Regions from separate parts of the Ovis aries genome. Here region 2 is linked to region 1. The links are chromatin contacts, called in public Hi-C maps. All regions are on one chromosome and are shown on one strand. The core of a region is the stretch at or near the end of the contact, and the rest is flanking DNA. Distances in the headings are between cores, read along the strand shown. Region 1 holds the start of BOLA3 (bolA family member 3). Region 2 overlaps SLC4A5 (solute carrier family 4 member 5).

Region 1 (3,374 bases), core at 41-2,540:
TTTTGGTGCTGTAGAAGACTTGAAAGTCCCTTGGACAGCAACAAAATCAAACTAGTCAATCCTAAAGGAAATAAACCCTGAATATTCATTGGAAGGACTGATGCTGAAGCTGAAGCTCCGATAGTTTGGCCACTTGATGCAAAGAGCCGAGTCGCTGGAAAAGACCCTGATGCTGGGAAATATTGGGGGCAGGAGGAGAAGGGGGCGACAGAGGATGAGATGGTTGGACGGCATCATTGACAATGGACATGAGTTTGAGCAAATCCGGGGAGATAGTGAAGGACAAGGAAGCCTGCCTGACATGCTGCAGTCCATGGGGTTGCAAAGGATTGGACATGACTTAGTGATCAGACAGCAACAAGTAAGGAGAACACAGTATCTCCCCAAGAGCAAAAGTGGAGAAATTTTAAGCTAAGGTTATATACACATTCATGAAGGGTCTTGGCTCAGGAGAATTCAGTCTGGAACGGGGGCAAAAGTTGTCAGAGTCAAAGTTTTAGTTGATTCAAGTCAGGAGGGTCAGGAAAGGTCATTATCATTTCTTAGCTTCCAGTTGATTGGTTGGTTGAGCTTTCCAGGGGATGGGAGTGGTGTTTGAATTTTGCAAAACAACTCAAGAGTTTGCCAGGCTATGCAAGATCTGTGGCTCAAGTGGCTCTTCTGCTGAGCCATTTCCTGCAGGCACCTTCAATACAGAGACATCCAAAACTGAGTTAGTCGACCCTCTTCACCCCAAACCTAGTCCTCCTCTACCCATTTCATTGTCCAAGCCAGAAACCTGAGAGTCATCCCTGTCGCCTTCATCCCCTCTCCTGCCAATACCGTCTTCCAGTCCATTCATTCACCTCCCAGGTGTCCGAGTCCACTCTTCCGATTCCTGCTGCTGTTCAGGCCTTTAGTCTCTGGACCACTGCGACTGTCCCCGCTCTTCGCAGGGACCAGTGATCTTCCTAAAGCTCAAATCTGAAAACGACTCCCCTGCTTAAAATCCTCCCCCTGGTCCCTCATGGAGTGAGAAGTCGAAGCTCCTCCGTTTAGCAGCAGGTTTTCTGGTGGAGAGTAGGAATGGGGGCGTTCCACCTAGGGCACCAGGGTTCTTGGGACAAGGGAAAGTCCAAGCACCGGCTTCTAGGCCGAGGGGGAAGGACCCACTGGGGGCGAGGGTTGGGAGGCCAGGTGAGACTGGGCGTCCTGGGCGTGCGGGGCGGCTCGCGGCCTCCGGACAGCAGGGGGCGGCCTCGCCTGTGCAGCGGCGGCTCTGGTCCCGGACTCCGCGTCTTTCGGGCGACGCGGCGACCTCGGACGGCGGGCCGCGTCGGCCGGGCATGGCGGCGTGGAGCCCGGCCGCGGCAGTGCCTCTGCTTCGCGGAACCCGCCGGGTGAGCGCGGACGGGGACCGAGCCACTCTCCCCGGGGCAGGAATTGCGCTGGGACCGCGGGGCGGGCCGGGTTTGGAGAGACGGCCTGCGGAGGGCGACGCGCCGGGCCAGGGGCTTCGCCTTCCTTTCTCTCATTCATTGATTTGCTGGTTCATTCATTCAGTGGCCCCGGCTACGGGTACTGAGAGAAGTGTCAGGGCCGGCGCGTGCTGGGGGAGCTCCCCAACGGGGTGGGGGTTGAGGCCGAGGGGAACGGATGCATAAACAGTCGTAATACAGCAGGCACGGAAAAAGCAATGTTGCTTTACCGAGCCGAAGACATGGAGTCAGAGCCTGGAGTCGAGGCGTGCGTGCTGGTTCCTGTGACTGAGTCAGGGCTCCGGAACGTCCTCCTGGCTTCTGTGACCTTGACCCTTTCCAAATCTCACACTCCTGTAGTAGGGAGCCAGTAGAGGGCAGTCACCATACGCTCTCCTAATTTTCTCTCCCCTTTGCCGATTCATTCTCCCTTTACTCCATCCGTTTCTTTTGCTTTCCTTTCACATTCTTCCTTCCTTGGACCTGCCTCCCTGGAGCATGAAGGGCACTTCTGCTGGAGACTTTCATTGTGGACAATCGACATTCCAGGGGTTTTGTCAGTTGATTGCTGGTTTAAAGGCCGCTGCCTGCAGATCAGCAGAGATGAGGGAAAGACTTCTCCCAAGGAGTCATAGTGCTAACCCCACTGTCACCCTTTAGTGACTGCTGCGCTGCCTGCCACCTGGCTACCCTCTGCCTTTGCCCCCACCCCCACCCCCAGGGCACTGTTTTCAGAGGAGGTCTCCCGTCCACCCAGTCTTACCCAGGTCCACAACATAGGATTCTGTCCCTCTGAACAGCACTCAGTCTCCCTCCAGATCTTTCTCCTGACCTGCGTTTCAGCTGCCTGCTAGAATCAGGACTTCTTTGCGGGTACCTAGTACATATGCCCGGAGAAGGCAATGGCACCCCACTCCAGTACTCTTGCTTGGAAAATCCCATGGACAAAGGAGCCTGGTAGGCTGCAGTCCATGGGGTCGCCAAGAGTCGGGTACGACTGAGCAACTTTACTTTCACTTTTCACTTTAATGCCTTGGAGAAGGCAATGGCAACCCACTGCAGTGTTCTTGCCTGGAGAATCCCAGGGACGGGGGAGCCTGGTGGGCTGCCATCTATGGGGTCGCACAGAGTCGGACACAACTGAAGCGATGCAGCAGCAGCAGCAGCAGTACATATGCCGGTTTTCTCTGGTGGCTCAGCCGGTAAACAATGCACCTGCAATGCAGGAAACCTGGCTTTGATCCTTGGGTTGGGAAGATCCCTTGGAGGAGAGCATGGCAACCCACTCCAGTATTCTTGCCTGGAGAATCCTCAAGGCCAGAGGAGCCTGGCTGGGCTACAGTCCATGGGGTCGCAAAGAGTCAGACACGACTGAGCAACTGACCACACAGTACATATGCCCTGAATTGTGTGGATTTTCCCCCCTGCTCATTCATTCATTCATCCATCACTCAAGTTCTCCTGGGGGCCTGCCCTGGGTCAGTTCTGGAAGACTGCAGTAGCAGGACAGACCCATGTCTTGGCCTCTAAGACCAATTGTTGAAAGAATCAGTGCACAAGGTATTTTAAAGACTGTGCTCTGAGGTTCTATAACACAGGACCCTGCTCTAGGCCATCAGAAAAGGCCTGAGGATGGGCAAGACTGAGGGGGTGAACGGATGGTACCTTCAGCACTAGCATGTGAGCAGCACTCCGCCCACCATCTTCCTCCAGCCAGGGAACCTGGTACTACTCCCTTTTTAAGGATACTCTTATCTGGGAATCTTTCCTGACTTGCTTCAAAAGGCATTGTTACACTGGCATCAGGAAGCCTGTGTAAAAAGTCCAAAGTCTTTATCCAGGCACTGAAGCCCTGCCATACTCTATTTTCTTTTTTTCAATATTTATTTTTACTGATTTGTTTGGCTGCCCTGGGTC
Region 2 (3,911 bases), core at 1,383-3,882, 130 kb before region 1:
TTTGTTTCCTACTGTGCAGAGTCTGAGGTGCCAGGCGGGGCTGCTCAGACAAATCTGGAGCTTAGGGGAGAGATCTGGGCTGGAGATACAACCTGGGCACCCCCGGCACAAATGTAGATGGGGAAGAATCGGAAGTGGATGGGATTGAGCAAGGAGGAGGGGGTCAGCGCTCTGAAGGGTTTGAGTGCAAAGCAAGGCCCTGAGAAAAGCCCAGCCTGAGAGGATCCTCGATGGAAATAAAGGAAAGCAGAGTCTGGCAGTACAGGGACTCCAGAGGCCACAGAAAGCCTGAAGGGGCTCGCTGGATTTGGCTGCTGGTGGGAATGAGAGGTGGCCTTCTCCTGCCTTCATGCAGCAAGGAACTGTTGGCCCTGGGGAGCCCCACCTACCTCCCCTCTGCCAGCCCAAATCCCCAGCCCTCTTTAAAGACTCCCATGGGTCAGGGCAGACAGACGTGAAACTGCTCTCCTCTCTCCAACAGAGGCGAAGCTTGCTGATGCCTGGCTCCTCACCCAGTAGGGCGTCCGTGTCCCTCCCCACCCGCAGGGCCTGTGCAGAGCAGATATCTCAGTCTCTAAGAAGGCAGGGCAGCGGGCTGGGACCAGGAAGTAGCATATTGAGGAGTGAGAAGAAAGCAGTAGAACCTGAGGTCCAGCAACTCTTCTAAGAAAGCTGCCATCGAAAGGAAGGAGAGAGAGGATGCTAGCTGATAGGGGCTGCAGGATAATGGGGGAGTTTGCTTTGGTTGTGAAGATGGAGCAAGCCTGTGTAGAGACCAAGAGAAAGGGTTCTGCGAGAACCCGTCTCCCCTGATGGACCTTCTTTTCCTTTTCTCCTAGGTCACGCCCAGAGCAGAAGCATGAATGATATTTCTCTCACCCCAAATACCGACCAGGTAGAAAACCCCTGCCCTTGGCTGCAGCAGAGGGCCAGGGCAGGAAGAAGTCTTTGGTTTTAGGGGTGGGGAACCCTATGGGCAAAACTCTAGCCCCATGATAAAGTGGGGTCCCCAGTAAGGACACAGGTGGGGCTCTGGGCAGCCATGGTGACTGACAATCCATCACTGGGGCTGTGTGCTAGGCCCTGGGGACAGAGAGATGTGATCAGATGAGGTGTCAGCTGTCCTTGAACTGGGGATTTATTGAAGAGACTGCCACACAGAGTTTGCCTCTGCCATGACCCCCACCCACAAGCACTTTGAATGATGAAGTGGGGACTCGGGTGGGTAGAGAAGCAGTAGGGCCTCCCCATGGAGACATTAATGATAGTGAATCAGCTGGACTGCGCAATAGTGTATCTTCTCCTTGGCTGGTGCTGGATAAAGTCAATTCTTGTTTCTCACCAGCTTGGCTGAAACCTTGATAAGGTCAGAAGCTCACAAACAGCCCAGGAGCCCCATGACTATGCCCCTGAGGGAAGCGCACAGGAAGTTGCCCTCAGTTCCAAACACTCACACCTCAGGGGCAGAAGGTCTCAAGGTCCCCTTGCCTGCGCCCCCAGGAGTGGAAAGGAAGGTGAGGAAGGGCATCTGAAAGTTGGTACCAACTTCTCAAGAGCTCGGGCGACTTCCGGGGTTCAGGCAGCCCCAAGTTCGGGAGAAGGCAAAACAAAAGCATTCCCTCAAGTCAGTGAAGTCAGTGTCTGGATGGCCTTTTGGTGGCCAAAATATTTATAAAACAACAATAACAACATCAACCAACATTTGAGGTCCACACATTGGATGCACTGCACGGTGCAGGGCGTTTCCTGGGCATCGTGAGGGTACTATGCCACCTTCCCTCTACAGATGAGGGCACAAAAGAGTGAAATAATATGCCCAAGTTCACGCAGCTGAAAGGTGGCATGGCCATGATTTGATCCAGACAGTCTGACTCTAGAGCCCTTAATTGGGGGCTGACTTAGGAACGAGTGCCCTGGAATATTATTTAGAGAAGAACCCCACGTAGTTGAGCCATGACAAGAAAGCACTGGCTAGTGAAAGTTTTTCACAACCTAATTTTTTACTGCCTAAGTGGTGACAAGAATACTATCCACTACCTTCCCCAAGCAGAGCTGCCTTTAACTGAGGGACTGGAGCCCAACACCAGGCACCAGCGTCCAGTTCTCCTAAGCAGTTGTAGGATGCTGCTTCTCAGTGTTTGTAGCAGCAGTTGACTTGTTGTGGGGACAGCAGTTTTGTACAACAGAGGGTTTCTTTAGGTGCATCTTTTTTTTACCACTCCACATCAGCCCTGAGTTCCAGTGAGTTCCCAGTGGGCAGAGATGGATTCAGACAGTGTGGCCATGTGCAGTGACTTGGCAGAGCTGGACTAGAGTCCCCCGGGTTTAGGCAGTGGGGTCAGCAGGACCCTGGTTAGACAGGCCCATGTCCAGACCATCGCCCAGCCAGAACGCTCTCACAGTCCATTGCTGGGGTACTACCACCCCCGCCTCCTTCCTGGGACTGCAGGCTCTGTTTTCGCTCCTCTCTGCTCCCGGTTACACATGCTACATGGGCTATCCCAGAGCACTGTGGTTCCAAAACCTTGTTCTCCAGGACACGCCTATCACCGACCTCTCCTCCAGTCCCCTAGAGCTTCTCCCTGCCTGGTGCCCGGGGACATGGAGTTGGCAGGGGCACAGTGGCTGCCCTGGCATGCTCAGCCCTCCATCCTGAAGAACCTGCTTATGAATCAGCTGACAGAGCTTGGGACAAAGGGACCTTTTGAGTCCTGGGGATTCTGGCCTTCCCATTAACACCTGCTGTTGCTTCTTCTCACTACATTAGGGTCCTTGGTGCTGTTCCTGGGTGGTTATAGACAGTTTTATGTTTCTGAGTGGTTTTAAGAGATTATAAGGGTGTAGCCCTTACTCACAGAGCCTTATCGAGTGCTGGCAGGGCTCCAGCCCAGTCTGTATCACACACTCCATGAGTCAAATTAGGAAATGGCTGTGGGCCCAAAGGGGTAAGACCTGTTGGCCATGCCCATGCCTACAGCTGACCCCTCTCCAGGGACAGAGGAACCTATCTTCACTGAGCTTCTGTGCTCACAGGAGAGACTCCCATCAGGTGGGGAGTGAGTGGCAAAATTGTGGCACCCAAGGATCTCTCTGAAGCACTTGCCTGCTCCTCCTGGGCCCTTTCTTCCTTTGTCAGCTGCTATGGACTCCCACCAGCCCTGTGCTACCCAAACACCCCTCCCCACCTCTTTCTCTGAAACTGTATCTGTCCCTCGCCCACCTCTTGCTACCTAGAGGGAAAGTGATCTGAAAAGCTAATGCACCCTAAGATGTTCAAGATGAAGAGCATGTATGTGACCACCCCTGGGCGTTTTCTTTGTCTGAGAGGTCTTGGGAGGAATCAGTGTCTTATTCATAGAATGGAAGTCATAACCACAGAGAGTGGGCAGGCGGCTTGTCTCCAGCACCTCTCACATCAGACCCCACTCACTCTGCCTATTTGACCTTTCTGCCCTAAATAAACACCAGCCAGAGGGACTGGCTGGAGGGCACTTCAATAGTCTCAGCTGGAAAGGCTCAGCAGCTATGAGTTTCCTGGGAGGTTCCCTGGGGGTGACTTGGGGGCACAGAAGTCTCCCATAGCCTCGGATCCACAGGTACAGGGATTCCCATTAGCCAGAATGCTGGTGGCAAAGAGGAAACAAAGTCCGTCCACTCTGCCCATCAGGATGGTTTTGTTCCTCCCATAGCCACTAGGGTGAAGAAAGGACGAAGGGCTGGGCAATGGAGTATATGAGCCAAGACCCCCATCTGCTTGAGCTGCAGCTGGGGGATGAGACCTGCTGTCCAGCAAGCCTGGCTCTCTTCTCTGACCCCTCAGCTCATACTTCAGTAGAACAAGGAAGTATTGGGGGGGCGGGGCGGTCAAGTCATTGCCTGCTCCTTCCCATCTACGAAAGGCTTAGCTGGTC

The links. Hi-C and Micro-C count contacts between places; a contact is called where the count stands out from the background.
Region 2: a contact with region 1 is called in a Hi-C map of mixed tissues, with 2.6 times the contacts expected there. The contact joins the enhancer-like site here to the promoter of BOLA3 in region 1. A contact is called at or near these places in 6 of 16 Hi-C or Micro-C datasets (blood, hypothalamus, liver and 2 more).

The regions. Positions count from the first base shown.
Region 1 is chr3:95,969,167-95,972,540 of ARS-UI_Ramb_v3.0, reverse strand. BOLA3 (bolA family member 3) reads left to right here and starts at 1,290. Exons shown (of 4, transcript XM_027967016.3): 1 at 1,290-1,379. The coding sequence starts at 1,326.
Region 2 is chr3:96,102,007-96,105,917 of ARS-UI_Ramb_v3.0, reverse strand. It overlaps SLC4A5 (solute carrier family 4 member 5), which reads left to right. Exons shown (of 25, transcript XM_042248106.2): 8 at 840-895. Among named protein-coding and RNA genes, the nearest start is that of MTHFD2, 73 kb to the right of the region's middle. Within about 2 kb of position 2,632, at least 4 of the 54 cell types and tissues checked have an H3K27ac peak or open chromatin away from gene starts, as enhancers often do.